3 separate regions of the Mus musculus genome follow, and all the other regions are linked to region 2. Evidence: chromatin contacts called from public HiChIP or PLAC-seq data. All regions are on one chromosome and are shown on one strand. The core of a region is the stretch at or near the end of the contact, and the rest is flanking DNA. Distances in the headings are between cores, read along the strand shown.

Region 1 (2,890 bases), core at 310-2,809, 73 kb before region 2:
GGTGAGTGAGTCACCACCTCTTTCTCCACTGCTTTGTCTCAGTCAGGATACTCCAGAGAACTGTCTTCTGTCCTCAGGACCACCCAAGTGCACCGGCATCCAGTGAGCTAGACCCACAGTGGGGAAGACAGCATCAGCCTTTAGATAGCACCTGCTGTTTACTTGGTACCCTGCACTGAGTGCGATGAGACACCCTCCCTCTAGGGATAGGAGTCAGAGCCGAGCAGGCTTGGGGGCTATATTGCTGGTTTGCAGGATTTTGCCTAACTTATGCACTCAAAAAACAGTTTGAAGAATGCTGAAAATATCAGGATCAAAATGTGTCAAGTGCCAGTGATTTGGCCTCTGACCTCTTCGGGAGGCATCTCTGCAGGTTCGTAGGGCAACTTTAGCTTGAAGTATCAGGCATCACTTGCTTGGGAAGCTGGAGGCTGTAACTCAAAGATCACAAAGATCACGGGTTTGGTAGGATTGGTTCTCCCGGGTTTAATTCGAGGCCTGTAGAGGGTGCTTCCCCCTCTGTGTTCACATCCACGTCCCTCTGTGTATCTATGCCCTAGCTCCTTCTAAGGACAACACTCTCATTGAGTCAGGATCCAACTCCATGACCCCATTTAACCTTAATTGCACCTTTTAGGTCCTGACCCCAATGAAGGTCACATGTGGGAAAGAAGGGTATAGCTCCGTCGGTCATCATGGCCTTAAGGGTACCACCCACCTGGACTCAGAGTTTGGCTCCCTACTCAGAGTAGTAGCCACTTGAGTGAATCATTGGGCTCAGATCCTGAGCGCCTAACACCCGTCCCCTTCTCCAAATGGCAGAATCAACCGCCCTGCGAATTCTAAGACTCGCAGTGTCATCTAAAATTATTTCTGGGCTGGGGCATCCTGGTGAGTGGGTGTGGGTAGGGTCCTAGCCTGGCTGGAGCACAGGATGCCCACCAGTGAACTTGTGAAGGTCAGGCTCGAAGGTGAGCTAGGCTGAGCAGAGCTTAGGGACATTTGCAGTGCAGAAAGGTGGAGAAGGAGCTGAGCAAGGAAGCCAGGCAGGGCAAACTGCAGAAGAGGGGAACATCCTGCAGAGAGTGGCTTCCATGGGAAGGATTGGCACAATGGGGTCGCCAAAAGTAGGCAATGGGATGCTTTATAGAGGTGACCTGAAGGGGGCAGTGTAGGGCTAAAACCTTCTCTTAACTATTTACCATGTCCTGTGGCATGCAAGGCTTCACTACCCTGGACAATGGTACCCTTTCCTCAATGCAAGTGGAGCTTATGAAGGGTCCTGAAGGACTCCCGGAGGCCTTGATGGGGGAGCGGAGAGGTGCAAGCTAATCCCAGCCTCCAGCCAACCTCCACATCCACAAGCCTCCCTTGTCCACCCAGCTTGGCCTTCCTCTCCAGCGGGCACATCCCACCGCTGTGGCTGCGTCAGGAATTACCTCTCTTTTGGGCCAAAGACAAAAAAGAATGCAGGCTGCTTTCCAGGCTTATTAAATTACATATGGCGTATTCTTCCCGAGCGCGTCCCGTCTTAGTGGAGCTTAGAGCTGCACTCAGGCCAGCCGGGCTCCGGTTACCTGTAATGAGTGCAGCGATCCGGGGCTTAGCGATAATTCTGCGCTGATTCTCTGTGCTCTGGAGCCCTGTTGGCCAACTCGGCCCACAATGAAGATCAACACAAGGCCCCTTCCACCCAATGTCACTGTGCGATCCTTGGTCCTCACGGGACCAACACCACCCTTCTCTCCTACTTAAGAGTGGCTGAATGCCCTCAGGACAGATTAGACAACCGTTTACACCCCCTTGGGGAAGAAGGAAAGTTGGAGCAAGAAATAAAAACCCAAGCCCCCCTCCAAAAAAAAAAAGTAGCTAATTCCATCCTGTCAGCAGTGGATATTAAAGCTACAATAGTACTACTGTTGAGTTTTAATTTAATTTTCAGAAAGGTAAGCAAAGCCCCCAGTGCAGGCTATAGAGGAGGTGCTGGACCCTTTCCCCCCCTGCAGGCAGTCTGGAGTTTTCCTGGGGCCTGGGAAGATTCCCAGCCTCAAAGAAAAAAAGAGTCTAGCTCAGTCACAGCTGTATTACTGAGCATCTACTTTGCGTCTGACCTTTGCCATAGCCTGCAAGCCTTGTAGTGCCTCTGAGGCAAATGTGGTCATCTCTGTTTCATGGAAGGAGAAACTGAAGGTTAGAAAGGCGGTGTGATTTTGCCGAGGGTGCTCAGGCAACAAAGAGGCCAAGCTAAGACCGGGCCTCCACCCTTCCTGGCTCTGTGGGTTTTCCAGTCATGAACCAAGTTCTCTGCTGCTGCTCAAATCCTGGCGACTGGAAGGTACCTCACTGACTGTGCCCCACCGTGATCCTCTAAAGCAGCTAGTGATGTTTCTTAGCTGTCAAATGGTGCTCACATCCTAGCTCCATTGGGAGCCCTGCCTTCTCCTCCTGGAACTGCATTCCTCTGTATTTGTGGGACCCCTCTTCCCTAGTGCTGGGATTAGGGTTCTGTATAGGTTACCCAAAAGCTAACTATCATTGTATGCCCAGCCTAGAGCTAGGCAGGGAGGAGGCAAGTACCCACCACTCCCCTGGGAGTCTCTCTACTCCCCATATTCCCAAGATCCTTCAGGAGAAACAGAAAGGACAGCCAGAGTGAAGTGGAGGCAGAGAAGGCTTCCCAGCATCAGCCAGCACTAGGGGCCACACCAACTCCCCTCACTGACAAAGGCTACCATGGCAAGTAGCCTGTGAGGCCAGCTGGAGGTGCCCACTAGCAGGAAGAACAGACAGAGGACACCAGGGACCTGGGAACATGTTTCCTCTAGGTGGCTCTTCAGCATTTTCAGGATCCCTGGGACATTAAGTGGTGCCTACAATGACTTCCAAGAGA
Region 2 (2,895 bases), core at 209-2,708:
CTCCTGGAGTAGCTGGAGAGTGGCCTGCGCGATGGCGGTGCAATTCCCGGGCTGGCACCGGGACGCACGACTTTGGGCCTCTGTTTTCGTTCTGCCCAGAGGGTCGCCTACCTTCCCGCAGGTCGCCCAGCCGCCAGCGCGCAGATCTAGGCTGGCTGCGCCTCCCGCGGTTCGGCCGTGCCTCACGGAGAATCCCGCAAATCATCACGGCCGCCCGCAGTGGCCCGACTTTTGTCCAGGCCGCTGGGGTCCCCCGGAGGCCAGCGCGGGCCTGGAAGGACAGCTAGAGGCCTTTCGGAGAGCTCGCTGATTGAGAGAGGGACGCCACTCAATATGTTGAGAAAGGAGACAGGCAGTCCCGGTAGATCCCACGAGAATTAAAGCCAAAAAAATTTTTTTTGGGGGGGGGGAAGGCACCCCTTCTCCCAGACTAATAATCAAAAATACACAGAACCTATCGGCACCCACGCGGGAAGCCTCTGGAAGCATCGCTTCAGAGCGCTCCTCTGGGTGGTGAATTTTAAAGACTGGCTGAATTTGCTCTTCACTGGTGTGTTAGGAGCTAGGGAGAGTCAGGGTAGTTTTCAGACCCAGAGTGACCGCTTTAAGAAGAAGAAGAAGAAAAAAGACAACTTGTACGAAGGCGGACGCGTTTCTACTTTCATGGTTTTTGCTCTGAGAAAATTTGGCTTTCGCAAAAACAAAAGATTTTGGGAAAGAGACGGAGGGGGGGGTGGAGAAGTGAAATTAGGCAGTGAGTTCACGGGGTAGGGGGTTGGCTGCGGGGGGGGGGCACTTTCAGTCTTAGTTGAGGGAGGACACAGCCACCCTCATTTCTTAAAAGCAAACAGATTCCGAAAGAGAGTAAAAAGTAGTCCTAAAGTAAAATTAGCCACAATGAATTTGAGCTACAACCATAGGAAATCGCACCCCATAATAGAGAGAAAAGGGTCGGGGCGGAGAGGTCGGCGGCGGAGTTGTTAACGGCGGCAGGACAATAGTATTAATAAGATTAACCTGGGCAATTAGGCCGCCCGCCCAGCAAGGCCGGGGCCGCGCCGGGGCTGCCGAATGGAAAAGATTAGGTTAATTTCATTAATTCTCAATCCACAATCTTTTTCAGGCCCTGTGGCCCCCCTCCTCTTGGCATCTCTCCCCCTCCCCTGCAAGCGCCCCCCGCCCACCCCCACCTCCCCATTCCACACCACCCAAAGGAAAAGAAAAGGACCAAATCTGGTTCTGTTTGTCATCTGCATATTACCAGGAACTAAATCCAGGATGACGTCGACTCAGTATAAAACCAACAAGAGGTTGAGCCGGTCGGAGCTGCGTCCTACCCGCGGGTTGAGTTCAGCTAGGCGGCGGCGAGGGGAGGAGAGGGCGGGAGGAGGGAGTTCGGACGCAGGGGGCGGGGAGGGGCGCGAGTTGCGCGCTCGCCCGCGCTCTCTTTCGGTTTGCTCGCCCGCGGGAGCAGAGAGTGGGACAATTCCCAACCCCCACCCCAAACAACACCACTTGGAGACTTCTTCTTCTTCGGCGCGTCCCCGCCGCCCCCCGGTCCCGACGCGGGGCTCGGGGATGCCCGCCAGCATGTTCAGCATCGACAACATCCTGGCCGCCCGGCCGCGCTGCAAAGACGCGGTGCTCCCGGTGGCGCCCAGCGCCGCGGCTCCGGTGGTCTTCCCGGCTCTACACGGGGACTCGCTCTACGGCGCCGGCGGCGGCACCTCCTCGGACTACGGCGCCTTCTACCCGCGCCCTGTGGCCCCCGGAGGCGCGGGCCTCCCGGCCGCGGTCGGCAGCTCCCGCCTGGGCTACAACAGCTACTTCTACGGGCAGCTGCACGTGCAGGCGGCGCCCGTGGGCCCGGCTTGCTGCGGGGCTGTGCCGCCGCTGGGCGCCCAGCAGTGCTCCTGCGTCCCGACGCCCCCAGGTAGGGTCGCGATCGCTCGCGAGCCGGCCTTCGCCACTGCGGCAGTCGGTGGCTGCCGGGGCATGGACGCGCGGTTTGCTTGCTTTACTCACCTGGCACCAACTTTCTCCCTTTGCAAGCCTTCCCCGTTCTCCCATTTATTTATTTATCTTTTACTTTTAATTAATTAATATATTTTTGGGTCACCGGGTACGGGGACTTTGCATACGTCTACTGTAAACTTTAGGTTAGAGTTTAAAAAGCCGAGTCACCGGGAGTCTCGGGGCGACTCCACGCGCGCGCGGGAATGAAGTGAGGACGCGGGGAGATTCTAAAGTGCCTGAACTGGCTTTTGGATGTGTGCAGGCAGACGCTCCTTCCACGTCTGGGCATCCCTGGTCTCGGTGCCCCCCAAAGACATAGCGCCCCTTGCAGACTTTTTTTATTTTTAAGTGAGCGAGGGCAGCGAGCGGGTTGGCTTACGGTGCCGAGGGAGGATGACTGACTCCCGTCCCTCTCTCTGTCGCAGGCTACGAGGGCCCCGGTTCTGTACTGGTGTCTCCGGTGCCGCACCAGATGCTGCCCTACATGAACGTGGGCACGCTGTCGCGCACTGAGCTGCAGCTGCTCAACCAGCTGCACTGTCGGCGGAAGCGGCGGCACCGCACCATCTTCACCGATGAGCAGCTCGAAGCCCTGGAGAACCTCTTCCAGGAGACGAAGTACCCAGACGTGGGCACTCGGGAGCAGCTGGCCAGGAAGGTGCACCTTCGGGAGGAGAAGGTGGAGGTAGGCAAGAGCCCCAGCGGGGGTGGGCTGGGGTGGGGGCGTCTAGCGGTCCTTCCCTGCACGCGGCTTTTGCCGGGTCCTCCTTTGGGATGTGGCCACTCTAAGAGCATCCCAGAGGCTGTGGCCTGGAGGCTGCCCGAGGGTACTTTAGGCCCAAGAAGGAAAAGAGGAAGCGTGGAGGGTGCTTCTCCTTT
Region 3 (2,964 bases), core at 208-2,707, 110 kb before region 2:
ATTTAAAAATTGGTGCATTAAAACTCATAATATAGTTTAAGTTTGAATATTTTATTGCTATCTCAAACCTAGTTTCAAACAAGCTTAATTTCTCGGCCTTAATTGATGCATATTTAGTTAGTTTGTTAGTTATTAGTTAGTTATAGATAGCAGAAATATGGCCTTCATGACTAATATTGCTTGCAATTGGGGGAATTGCCGAGTTTGACAATTTCTCCCAACTATGAAACAGCAGGCTATCACTGGATTCCTGAAGCAGGAGTCGCATCTTCAGCACGGTTACCACGTCCTTTGCAGCTGGGGTACAGAGCTCTATCCCTGTCTAAGGCTGCCAGGCTTAGGGGATATATGGAAAGGACTCTCCAGACAGCTTCATTCATTCACAGAGAAGCGCCAAAGCACGCTCGCATAAGACTTGGCTAACATGTTTGACTGTGCTTGGCAGCACTTACGGGAGGATTCACACTCGTGCCTGTGCCTCAGGAAGACTTGATCCTCTGGTCTGCCTCCTAGTCTCAGCTTGTCCTAGACCCCACTGGGGACACTGTAGGAGCCAAGGGGAGCACTGTACCGAGGGTGTGAGCCTGGGCTTCTCTTCCTTCTGCCCCTGCTTCTGAGGCCTTGAGCGATGTGCCTCCCAGGCCTTAGGTGGACTCAGCTCTCATCAGAGGAAGTCAGAGCAGGCTGAGCCTGTGAGCTTGGCTTTTTGTTTAGAAAAGAAAAGGAGAAAACATATATCAAATGTCCTACAGATGTGTCAGAGAGGAAAATATTTTGGAGCTGGAGAGGAAAACAATTGCGAGTAATTATCGGGAGGTATGGAAGACTGCCTGGAGAGGGCGAATGAGCATGCGCGGCTGGTCACCATGCCGGCTCCTCCCCCACGGTCCGGCGTAGTTTAAATATTTGTTCACTATTTATTTTGAATGGATTCCTTTAGCATATTAGTGGGTCCTCTTGATTGTAAAAATAATAAACCAAGTAACTTCATAATCAAGAGAGGTCCTTAAAGATTTGAAAAGGGCTTGTCTCCATCCTCTGGTGCTTTGACAAGCCAGAGCGGTACGTGTTCTTCCTGGTAAACTTTCCGCACTTCCCTCGTGTGCGCGGCCTCCCACCTACCTGCCTTGCAAATAGCCTTTGACAGTGTGTCTGAGAAGAGTTTAGAAATTCTTGTCTAAACTCTGTGTTCGTTCAGCGCTTTGAAGTTGCGGGACCAGAAGACGCCAACTCACTGAAGAGGATGAGGAAAATTTCAATGCTGTGCTTAGGCCTCAGGGACACGGGATCGGCATCTCTGGTCGAGCGGCGGGTGGTCTCATAGGTGACCCAGCTCCTGAGCGGGATCAGGTCTCTCTGCCTCTCCTCTAGCGCTGCAGGCTAAACAGCTGAGCGCACACTCTTCCTTACTAAGAGATGGCTGATGGACTTGACACTCGCCAGCCAATAGCCTCACAGAGAGCTGTACCTTGTCCAGTCGGCTGAGGCCCAGTGGCCTCAGATTCTGTGCCTCAGAGGTGCCTGGGACCAATCAGTCAGTGCAGGGGAGAGTCACTGGTAAGCATCTGCCTATGAGGTAGGACACTGTCCAGTCAGCCAAGGGCAAAGTGGACACTGGGAATGCCTCTGAAGTGGATCGGGAGATGGCAGAGACACCCTTCTCAGCCATTTAGAAAGGACTGTTGGGTATGGAGGTGCACGCCTTTAATCCCAGCCCTCAGGAGGCAGAGAAAGGTGGATCTCTGTTAGTTCGAGGCCAGCCTACCTGGTCTACAAAGCTAATTCAGGACAGCCAAGGCTACGATACACAGAGAAACCCTATCTTCAAACAAACAAACAAACAAACTCATCATCGGGCTGGTGAGATGGCTCAGCTGTTAAGAGCACTGACTGCTCTTCCAAAGGTCCTGAGTTCAATTCCCAGCAACCACATGGTGGCTCACAACCATATGTAATGGGATCCGATGCCCTCTTCTGGTGTGACTGAAGACAGCTATAGTGTACTCATAAAATAAATAAATCTTAAAAAAAACATTATCAACAACAACAACAACAAAAAAAAAAACAACAACAACAACAACAACAAAAAAAAAACAAAGAGAAAGGCAGGAAGGAAGAAAGGAAGATAGATACATCCCGCCTTCTCTTCACCTTTCCCGAGAGGAGGCAGCATTGAGAAGAATTGGGGGTGCTTGGGGGGTGGGGAAGGGTGGTTTTTAAACTCTTCGTTTATTTGTTTGGGTTATTTTGAGACACGCTTGCTATGATCAAGCTGTTCTTGGACTCATATAGCCCAGGCTAGCAAGCTCACACCAACCATCTTGCTTCAGTCTCAGGGGTCCTGGCATTACAGGTGTGTGCCACTGCCCTGGACTCTCACTGAGTTCTCAGATCGTCCATCTCACCGTGGTGGGTTCCATCCCACCGTGGTGGGCTCTCCATGCTTTCTCTCCCTTAGCTCTGCACATCCTCTCTTTACCCCTACTCCATGGTTTCTGGGGAGGCTGGCTCGCTGGTCCCCACATAATACGCCATTCAGCACTTTGGGACTTTCTTCATTAGGGGTTTAGTAACACCCTCCTGGCTGTCCCTTTGCTCAGGTTTCTAAAGTGTGGGTCGCTCCAGATGGCTGTGTCCTTTGTGAATAAGATGCCACTTGCTGCTTGTGAGGTCCTCGTAGGTTGTCAGGAAGTGACTGAGCTAGCCTGACCAGCGGCACAAGGCATGTCGGGAAGGTGTGCTAGCCCTCCGAGCTCAAGGTGGGATCTCCACAGCTGAAGGGCACGGATGGGAACCTTATGCAGATCAAGGAGGGAAGCAAGGAGCTCCAAGGGAAGAGAGAGGAGAGGCGCAGAAGAAATACAGCTTTAGCTGCAGACACTCAAGAATGTTTCTGGGGAAAGATGAAGGGGTCGTAGAGAGCCTGGGGGAAGGACGGAGGCCGACAAGTTAAGACTGGACTTT

What was found. HiChIP or PLAC-seq counts read pairs in DNA pulled down with a chosen protein or histone mark.
Region 1: an H3K4me3 HiChIP or PLAC-seq map of craniofacial prominence shows a contact between it and region 2, with 2.1 times the contacts expected there. The contact joins the enhancer-like site here to the promoter of Gsc in region 2. A contact is called at or near these places in 1 of 39 promoter capture datasets (embryonic stem cells), 7 of 484 Hi-C or Micro-C datasets (MC3T3-E1-derived osteoblasts, embryonic stem cells and nephron progenitors), 6 of 115 datasets of contacts at active chromatin or transcription factors (craniofacial prominence, embryonic forebrain and embryonic stem cells) and 2 of 9 other capture datasets (adipose tissue and embryonic stem cells).
Region 3: a contact with region 2 is called in an H3K4me3 HiChIP or PLAC-seq map of craniofacial prominence, with 5 times the contacts expected there. The contact joins the enhancer-like site here to the promoter of Gsc in region 2. A contact is called at or near these places in 7 of 39 promoter capture datasets (the 3T3-L1 cell line, 3T3-L1-derived adipocytes, cranial neural crest and 4 more), 2 of 484 Hi-C or Micro-C datasets (germline stem cells and nephron progenitors), 7 of 115 datasets of contacts at active chromatin or transcription factors (craniofacial prominence, embryonic forebrain, embryonic limb bud and 2 more) and 2 of 9 other capture datasets (embryonic stem cells and liver).

The regions. Positions count from the first base shown.
Region 1 is chr12:104,544,855-104,547,744 of GRCm38.p6, reverse strand. No RefSeq gene overlaps it. Among named protein-coding and RNA genes, the nearest start is that of Gm10000, 73 kb to the right of the region's middle. Within about 2 kb of position 1,559, at least 14 of the 459 cell types and tissues checked have an H3K27ac peak or open chromatin away from gene starts, as enhancers often do. A contact at or near this core is called in craniofacial prominence, where this site is marked.
Region 2 is chr12:104,471,799-104,474,693 of GRCm38.p6, reverse strand. It overlaps Gsc (goosecoid homeobox), which reads left to right and starts at 1,458. Exons shown (of 3, transcript NM_010351.1): 1 at 1,458-1,933; 2 at 2,442-2,701. The coding sequence starts at 1,579. It overlaps Gm10000 (a long non-coding RNA gene), which reads right to left and starts at 1,164. Exons shown (of 6, transcript XR_381874.2): 1 at 112-1,164.
Region 3 is chr12:104,582,489-104,585,452 of GRCm38.p6, reverse strand. No RefSeq gene overlaps it. Among named protein-coding and RNA genes, the nearest start is that of Gm31573, 79 kb to the left of the region's middle. Within about 2 kb of position 1,457, at least 5 of the 459 cell types and tissues checked have an H3K27ac peak or open chromatin away from gene starts, as enhancers often do.